Regions from separate parts of the Hordeum vulgare genome. Here region 2 is linked to region 1. The links are chromatin contacts, called in public Hi-C maps. All regions are on one chromosome and are shown on one strand. Each heading gives the region's core, a stretch centred on a gene start, on an enhancer-like site or on the middle of the called end of the contact. The rest is flanking DNA. Distances are from core to core; before and after follow the strand shown.

What was found. Hi-C and Micro-C count contacts between places; a contact is called where the count stands out from the background.
Region 2: a contact with region 1 is called in a Hi-C map of seedling, with 2.0 times the contacts expected there. The contact joins the promoter of LOC123400085 here to the promoter of LOC123398610 in region 1. A contact is called at or near these places in 2 of 6 Hi-C or Micro-C datasets (leaf and seedling).

What each region holds. Positions count from the first base shown.
Region 1 is chr5H:367,021,545-367,026,528 of MorexV3_pseudomolecules_assembly, reverse strand. It overlaps LOC123398610, which reads right to left and starts at 2,546. Exons shown (of 2, transcript XM_045093065.1): 1 at 1,110-2,546. The coding sequence starts at 2,470. The coding sequence ends at 1,115.
Region 2 is chr5H:367,339,285-367,344,268 of MorexV3_pseudomolecules_assembly, reverse strand. LOC123400085 reads right to left here and starts at 1,949. Exons shown (of 18, transcript XM_045094489.1): 1 at 1,323-1,949; 2 at 641-868; 3 at 1-151. The coding sequence starts at 1,613.

The DNA.
Region 1 (4,984 bases), core at 1,297-3,796:
ACCAATAATCGTATGCATGTTTGAAACGAGTAATATCCTTTCTGGATTTCTTTGGTCTTCTAAATGACCAAATGCAATACTACAAAATACTCCCTCCGTCCCAAAATTTTTGTCTTAGATTTGTCTAGAAATGAATGTATCTAAATATTAAAGCGTGACTAGATACATTCATATCTAGACAAATCTAAGACAACAATTTTGGGACGGAGGGAGTACATTAATATTAGGATTCATGAACAGAAGATAAGAGAAAGTAGAGGTGACATTGGGCGTCATAGTTAGGAACTTAATGTTAATAATAAGGACCATCTCCCAACCCAGTACCACAAGAAACATATGTAAGAGTAAGAAACGCATTAAGATGGTGATTTCCCAGTAATATAATTCATGAACAGAAGCTAAAAGACCCAATATGAAACTTGCACCAAGCTTGTGAAAGAAGCTCACTACAACTCCCAGCATAAAAAGAAATCTGCACTTTGGAAATCTGAGGTAACCTAAAAGATGTTTTTATAACAAATCAAAATGAGCAAGGAAATCAGCATGAGCGGCCAGTTAAAAGTACAAAATTGCAATGTCAGAATAAACTTTACAATCCATGAACAACATAGTTACCAATGTAAACATTATGCTGGTCCTGGTGCCAAAATTACGTCGCGTGTACTGAATAAAACCAGTTCTAGGACAGTCATATCATGGGATCAGTATCCATTGGAAGCATACCAGGATATTGTGCAAGAAAAATTCAGAAATTGTAGCCGGGGAACATTCTGAATGTGAAATACGGCAGAACAGGATAATGAACATGTGTAGAGACTAGAGACCATACAAAACAAATTATGGAAATATCAAGCGTGTCATTATCTCTACAACCAACAGCACTTGTGATGAAAACTTGTAAGACAGACTTAATTATTGAATGCCCCCCAAATTCTTGTCATTTGGAGCATAACCACCTCAATATCCTACCTATCTTGCAAGAAGAACTAGTCCCTATAACCATGCAAATCCTAGAAAGGCTGGATACATTTGCGCCCACTCCAAAAGTAATGCACTTACTCATGGTGTTATTATGTAAAAAAAGAGCAGGCTTGGTGCGGGAGTATTACCGAAATCAGTGCTCTGGAGCGAGGAAGGCGGGCGGCCATGCCAGGAAGTAGGCGAACATGGGGTGCCCATATTCCTTGCCACGTTTCGTGGCCAGGCGCTCCAGCTTGCCGGTGCAGATATCGTACGAGTAGCGCCCGAACCCCCAGGTCTTGATGAACACCTTCCCCGTGCGAGCGGTGTCCATGTCGCTGGGCCAGACGCAAACAGTCCGTTCGCAGGGCATGCCAGGAACCATATCGATGTCGGTGGGCTTGCGAGTGCCAGGAATCATGTCGTCCGTCTCACTGGGCATGCCAGGAATCATGTCGCACAGCGTGCTCAACTCCGCGACACTCTTCTCCATAAGCCAACCGTTGTCGCTCCACCTGCCCATCCCGCGCACCCACAGCTGCAGCTGCTCCTCGCCGTCGGTCACCAAGCAAAGGCGCCCATCCGGCGTCTCCCCGACGCGGAACTTGCACACAGTTAACGGGTCGATAGTCAGCGCGCGCGGCCCCTGCAGGTAGGAGAACCTGAGTGTGGCAGGGTCCAGCACGAGCATGCGCGGAGAGTTGCAGATGTGCCAGTATATCTTCCCGCATGCGCGCACGCCGCGGTTCTCGAACAACCAGGGATTGAAGTCGACGTTGGCCTCCTCGTCCCGCGGGAGCGCGCGCCAGCTGCAGTCGCCGTTGGTGACGGACGCGACCCAGGCGCGAGGGCGGCCCTCCTCGATGGCGAAGCAGACAGCCTCGAAGCAGAGCTTGCTCGGGTGAGCGCGGGAGAGCAGCGCGGAGCCGATGTAGTACCTCGATTTGCGCCAGCGGCGGTCATCGCGCACCGTCTCGCGGCGCGGGGGCGGAAGGACCGTGCGGCGGCGGTTGGACGGGTCGAGGACGAGGAAGCGGGGTATGGCCCCCTTGTCCTTGGGTATCTCGTCGGACGACTCGAAAAGCAGGAGGCCTTGAAGCGAGTCGAAGAGGAGGAAGCGGAAGGCGTCCGGAGCGAAGTCGAGGGTGAGGCGCGGGGAGGCGGCATCGAGGGGAGCGAACAAGGCGGGGGTGTCGAGGAGCTTGGTGTCCCGGCCGGGGAACGGGGGAGGGGGGTGGGTTGGGTGGTGGAAGTAGCCGAGGAGAGGAGGGGCGCGAGGGAGGCAGCGGGCGGCCAGGCGGCGCCAGCGGTGGCATGCGAGTGCGGCCCGGAGGAGGTCGGCGAGGGAGAGACGGCGGAGAATGTTGGAGATGTCCAACTCGGTGAGGACATCGATGGAGGTCGCCGCCGCCTCCGTAGCCTGTGGCTCCACCGGCGGCGGGGGAGGAAGCGAGGTGGAGGAAGGTGGCGCTTTTTTGGTTTTGGTCTTCCCTTTGTTCTTCCCCGCCATCGCTGGAGTTGCAGGAGGGTTCGAGAGAGGGACCGGACTGGTGGACTGGCTTTTAGCAGGATAGAATGGAGGACTACCGGCATGTTTGGTTTGTATAGAAGGGCATATCCAATCCTCGTGCCGCCCGCCTGTCCGTGCGGAGAGATGCACGATTTTACCGTAGGCTGGGTGTTGGGTTAGGCTGTTTTCAATGCAAAGGTGTTAAAATGTGGTGCTAAAAGCATTAAATAGCTTAGCAACTTACTACACTTGTTGTTGCTAAGCTCACTCTATTTAATGATTTAGCACCTAAGCTCTCTCATGCATTGGTCATATTCTTTCATTTAAATGGTTTGTCTAGGTTCCGTGTATGGCTTTGGTTCTTTGTGGAGTCACCAAAGTGTTCTCTTTCCTCCTTAATTGCTATGTCATGTCATTTTTTTTGCTTATGTGGCATGCTTAGTAAAGCACTGGGAAGGGCCTTAGAGCTATAAGATAGTTGTTGGTAAACTTTGCCACCTAGAATATATGATGATGTGGTAATAAATAAATGAAGAGAGAGAAAAGTTATATGTAGATTAACCAACAGCTTTTACACAAGCTTCAAGGTTACATAAAGAGCAATTGCATTTATTCCCTCTTCTCCTATTGGATAACTTGGATGCAATCATTAGAATAGTTGTATGATCCCTTGTTGGTTGGTGACATGAACAATTTTACCAACAAGACTACATACAAACAATTTAAGATGCTCTTATCCAGAATTTCAGGTCGGGTTATTTGGGTTTTAAATTTCAGGTTCCGACATTAGTGCAATTCCAGCGCCCTGATCCAAACGAACAACGTTTTTGTCTGTTTTTTGTTTTTTTATCGATTGTTCGCCTGTCCATATCTTCTTTTTAAAATGGGTCAGTCAATGTATCCAACGGGAAGCAAATGGACGGCAGTAGTGTGGTAGTAAAATAATAAGAGAAAAATGAGAAAGGGTGGGTCAGCGAATTAAATAAGTAGAGAGGGTTGAGTGGGTGGATGGATGACAAGTGGGTCAGGCCGGACATAGACGGACGACGCACACACAGAAAACCTCCGCTTTGTGTCCGACTACGACCCAAGCGCGATCCGAATTTACGTCAGAAATAGGTCGCGTCCGTGTTTTGGGTTTGGGTCGACGCGTTGGACCTCCATTTTTGTTCGCGCTGACCCAAATAAACGCAAACGGACGATTTGGATCGTTGCGTTGGAATTGCTCTTACATAACCAAAATTGTTCCAAAAATAATAATACCCAACATTTTGGGTATGCGAAAATTCGGGTTCGAGTTCGCGTTTACCCGAATTATCCGAATAGGAGCAGCGAAGTGCAGAGGAAGGAGGGAATCACCATGCAGGTGACATTGAGTGAGGTCAGTGAAACGAGGGGGGCATGTATTGCGGCGGCCAATGTTGAGGATATCGCTTATCGTTAGCGTCTCGGAAAGCTGGGGATCAGAGATTAATTGGAAATTAGACGATTAATCAATTTTATCGATTGAATGTTAGTCGGTCATTTTTTGCAAATACGAGGTTCCCCAAACTAAAATATGCTATATTCAAGACTAAAAATATAATGAACAAAAGATTAACCTTGATTCCTGGCCTTTGAGTCCTCGTATGATGATAAACAAAATAGGACAATAGTACATAATGCATAACAAGGTCCACAAAACACAAATAAAGACAGTTTTTACAAACATAGTGCTAGTAGTAGGCCAGATTTATCGGTAGATTCGTGATAAATCGCCTCTCAAAGTGATAGATCGCTGCAAACGATAAACGATGAATATAAGGCATAATCTTATCGGTCACCCCTGAGTAGTGATAAATCGGACGATAAATCGCCAAATTGAAAGATTTTTTGAAGAGTGGCGGCAACTGCGACGGCTTGCAATAGATGACGGCGAGCGTAGGGGTTAACCCAAGATCAAATTTCAGAGGGGGCACAGATGTGTTAAATGGAGGAAATTTCTTTGCTAAGTGGAGGAAAATAATTATTTACTTGCATATTACAAAGACCTTGGAAATTGAGTGGGGCAGTTGTCCCCATGGCTTATACACTAGAGCCGCCCCTGGCCGAGCGGTTGTGCTCGCGTGTTTGGAAGGCAGTCTTAGTTGAGTGGTTGACCCATGGAACTTGAGGCTTGAAAGTGCTAGTTATTGACTAGAGCGGGGTGAATAGGCATTTTTTATGAAAAGCTACAAAATAGTAAATGTATTTGAATTGAGAGGAAACGATTTAGGATCAATTAAGAATAACAATCAAGGATCTAAGCAAGGCACGCAATGAGACCAAGACATTCAAGCAAGTATGGCATAGTCATAATGCAAACACAAGTATATCAAAGATAAACTAGAATAGTATAAAGACAAATGCAGATCAGATGAATGTCTTGACACAAGAGAAAACAAGCAATGGCTTCATAGTACTAAATGATATGTAAAGGAATGGGAAGGTAGAACCACTTCCTTGACGAAGACTCTAGATTTGTTAGACCAGTTC
Region 2 (4,984 bases), core at 700-3,199, 320 kb before region 1:
ATTTCCTTAAGCCTGGGTGGACAAGAGCTGCTCGAGCCACAAAACCACCCATTGAATGTCCAACTAGCATAACATTTGATGGCAAGTTACCAGTAGAACGAACACCATCCTTCGATCGTGCTAAATGAGATTCTTTGTATTGATCAAGGATCTACAAAGCACAGAACAAATATGCTATGAACATATTCAATGAAACATATTGGGGAATAATAAGAACTAGCGTGTTCTACTTCACAGGAACAAAATATGGAAATAGGAAACTGTGTGGATTTGTTTACAAGAGCACAATCATATCGGGCATTCTAAAATTCAATACAGTGGAATTGTCCTGATAATAGAAGTTCTACATTTTGCAGTTACTCCCTCGTTTCTTTTTCCAGGGCGTATTTGATTGGTTAAGACAAGGTTTTGGCCAGCAATTACTTTCACAAAATGTTGTTTATGTGATACAAATCAAATGACATCAATCTTATGTTATAGAAATTGCATACAAATGGAGTAACTGTTGGTCAAAGAGTTGTCTTAACCAATCAAAATACACTATATTGTGCAACACAGGGAGAATAACTTATGACTGAAGGGGCCATTGCACTCTATGCTAAGTGCCTAAGATCATATCTTACAAGTTAGAGTTGGTTACCCTATGGATGGCATAGACAACATATTCAGTATGCTCCTCAAGTATGCGACCATCCATTGCAGAGTGTTCTCCTTCAAGATCAACAGTAAACCAATCCAGAATACGGCCATATTGTGATGGAAGGGAAGAATCTTCCAGTTCAGATGCACTAGATGGTTCCCGATAAAAGGAGGGCTCAAGTGGGCCGTTTTGATATGCTCGAGAAGATTCTGCAGCAAATGAGCGAACCTGGATGCATAGCATGATAAGAAGAAGAAAGAATGGCAATATCATCAGTACAGCGACGACAAAATAAGCAAAATTACAAGTCAGACAACTTGTTATTATTGGGCATCTCTCAGTCAGTACTACGCATTCAGTTGGACTATCTTTCCGAAATGGCATCCATGTCCTTCCCCGCTGAAATGCGGGTCAACGTATTGTTCCCAGAGTAAGGTTACGAATGAATAAATTAAATATATGATAGCAAGGTGCAAAAAATAAAGAATATGCAATTCTATTCCATTTCTAATCTATCGGTGCCATACGTGGCTTTTTTAATCCAGTACAAGTTTAATCTTAGCTCTTTACGACTCATGAGTCATGAGGCACCGTTCGTGTTCAAAGTTTAGTAGCATATCATCATGTAATTTTGCAGTCTATAAGTGAGGACATGTAAAACAATCGTGAAAGGGGCCTTCACCTGCTTGTAGCTTCCGCCGTTGCCGGGAATGAAAAGCACGGGCACGCCATCGAGCTTGCGGACGCGCTCCTCGAAGTCGATCTCCTTCCACCCCTCGTGGTACAGGAACAGGCCGTACCTGTCGGAGGAGACGTTGTTGGGGGCGTGGATGGGGATGTAGGTCGGGTACATGTAGGTCATATGGCACCCGTTTGGCGCCGGGCGCACCAGCCTGTTGAGGGCCACGAGCGTGATCCAGGCGGAGAAGAAGACCACGGCGCCCAGCCTGCAGTTGCCGCCGAACCCAGCCATGCCGTGCGTGGATCGATCGAATCCTGGTCTCGCTCACGAGCTTGGCATGGAGCCGCGGAGAAGGGCGAGATTCGAGCGGATACGGGGAGGCTCTGGATCGGAAGAGGGGATCTCGGGGTAGGGATCCGGTGGAGGCCTGCGGAGGCCGGTGGTTCCCCCGCCAAATGTTATGTTACGACGCGCGCGAGGGGTCTCCGGGGAGGATGAGGCGGGGTCGGGGCGGGATCAGGGGGAGGTGTGGTGGGAGAATGGCGGGCGGAGATTTGGAGGAGACGAGGCGGCGAGATGGGCAATTTGGGGGGAAACGATGGGAGGTGCGGCCGCTTTGGTTGAATGGAGTTGGAACCTACTGTAGGGCCTATCGGCAGTGGCTTGTCGGATCTGGAGCCACTTTCTGTTTTCGGAGGATACAAGATTGACACTCCACACGCTGTGCTGTTTGTTTATTTCGTAGCTTCTCTAGAAGAAAAAAATTAGGGCTGTGCTTTTTTTTCTCGGTTGAAAAAAGCTGTATTCCGTAGGATCAGAGTTTTTTTGGGACCATAGGATCAGAGTTGCATGCAGCTGGCAAAAGCTCATCGATACAAAATAGGTAATTTTTTAGCCAACAAGCAGTGCTACACTCTAATCATTTTTCTGTGTGAATGAAACAGCATGGTTTTTTCAATGAAAAAAAAAAGTTAATAATGGAAAAGAAAGTCACAAAAAGACACAACAAACCGGAAGGATTCCAAAATCTTTGTAAAGAGGCCTCTTGAAAAAAAAATGAAATAATCCCTCAAGGTCATGCAAACCACGGTTACATCGTTCTTCTCTAGAAACCGTCGTCGGAGCACTATAGAGAAAACCGAGGTTTTAAATTGTAGCACCCAAGGACGAGGAAGCACCACCGCACCAAATGCTTTATGAACCGATTAAGCAACCTGTCACGAACGGCGAGATTGAATACCTCGTGCGATGTATACATGGTTGCCTTGGATATGATCGCAAATATTACATATGCGTATATATTTGAGGTAATTTCTGATAAAAGTTATGCAATAATTTATTTATATGTTATACAAAATAAAAGTACTTCACCCCTTTTTGTTTCATACCTAAGCTATCGGACACTTGTACAATCCACGTTTGAAGATAAGGGAAAAAGAAACATTTAGGTGTTGTTCAAGAAGTTCTCTCGTGTCATTTTTAGCCTAAGAGAAGGTAGAATCCAACAGTATCACGTTTTATATTCAGATTCAGACTGCATAGACATACATGTCTCAAAAGCAAGAACTTTTGCATCCGAACTCCGGATTGGGTGATTCTTTTTTTGTTCGAAAGTAGATTTCATGTACTTTTCAACCCAATTGAATTCATCTTCAAATAAATACGCATATGCAATATTTGTGATCATATCAAGGTAGCCATGTCTTCATCATTGTGGCTCATCGGCGAAGATCTTATCCATGCCCCTCGAACCCCAGTACCTTTCGCCATCAACCGACATAGTTGGAAAAGAAATGCAAGCCCCTCAATCGTCGTTCTCAAACCTGGATCTATTTAACCATCCTTCTATGAAAGTCGTTGACGTCACAAATTGAAGAAGCAGCGTTCGTCGACTCCCAAACGACATCGCAACGGAGCTGAGATTGGAGGAGAAAAGGTGACCGGCATGCGGTCACCTTCGTCGCCTTGCCGACCACGCAATGACGAACAAATTCTATGGGTGCGCAACACCATCAATAACGCGTGATCCCGGGTTATCTGTCGTCACCACGGACACTGTAGTGGTTGAGAATCTAGAGAAGCTTTATTCTAACGTGACGCTGCCACCATCACCAATATAGCGTCCCCAAGAAACCTATTCATATATGTATGTACAAGTCGGGCTCGAACCGGTGTTCCACCTTCCTCTCGACGTTGGAGCAACACACGGAGAGCGAGGGAACTCGCGGCCTCGTCGGCGGTTACCTGGGGGAAACTCTCGCCTTCCTTTGCCTTTTTATATAAAAGAGGGGTAGAGAACAATATCTCTAAATTTTCGTCAAACGACAATGTAATCTAGTGTTACGCGTGGTAAGCAACTCAAACTTGATAAATCTCTAGTTATCACCTACCTTGTTCTATATTGTCGTGTCATTGTGCTCCCCGCTATGTATAACACTCATTGTACCATTTTTCTTGATGCTCGATATACTTCACTTGATAAAATGTTCAGTAGTGCACAACAAGGTTGGGTTTACCCTCCTACAGGGTTACTAGTTCTTCCGTACCTTAATCAACAATAATTTTGACTAGTAAACTATGAGTTGCATGTAACAGAAAACTATATCACTGTAATTTTCTTTTGAATATGAATCCAACAATATATTTTTGTGGCATATATTTTATTTTTTGCTAGTCAAGTTCATGACCAAAAGTTTAGCCCAAACTATGAAGGACACTTACAAACCTTTCCCCGCCATAAAAAAAGCCTTGTAAACCCAGAAGGAGATGCGCCTTGTTGCGTACAACATGTCATCTTCATCTTGCTTGTTCCAAAACACCCATCTTGTATCGATGATGTTGTGCTCGTCTTCGGGATTTTTAACAAGTGTCCATACTTGATCCCTCTCGATGTTGCGTAGATCTTCGTGCATGGCATTCACCCAATCCAGGTCTTGAAGGGCTTCTTCTACTTTCAAAGGCTCAATGCTAGAGATAAATGAATAATGCTCGTAAAAGTTAGCTAAACGAGATTTAGAGCGAATGATTCTCCCAGTTTGTATGTCACAGCAGATTTGATTTAGTGGATGATCTTTGTCCACTCTTGCTCGAACTTGTGACAGCTTCTTCTTGTTGGATGGCGGAGCTTCTTCATCATCATCTTCTTGCACGTTGTCGTTGACGGTGTCATCTCCTTGAGGTGGTGGTGAGGAAGGTTGAGGTGGATCATCACGGTGTACTTCTTCCTCTTCTTCATCATGTTGTGTACTGCTCGTGGATCCCTCCATGTCGTTTTGTGGTTCGCCTTGACGCGAAGTAGGAGCTTCCACTTGAGTTGATGAAGTACTTTTCTTCACCTCCATTGGGTGAATCTTGTCGATAGGTGGATCTTGGATGGCTTCTGAAGGTTCCTTATCTCCTACATCATTTGGCACTTGTTCAACTTGCGAACCATTAGATCCATCAAACTTCACATCTACTGTCTCTTCAGCTTTGTGAGTGAAGCTGTTGTAGACACGGTAAGTGTGAGAGTTTGATGTGTAACCAAGTAGGAAACCAGTGAGTAGCTCGTATGCCATTTTACCAAGAAGCTTGTGTAAGTACAGTCGATTTATGGCGTGACAAGTTGTTTCCACGACTTCTGCCCAAAAGTGTCTTGGTGTCTTGTATTCGTCAAGCATTGT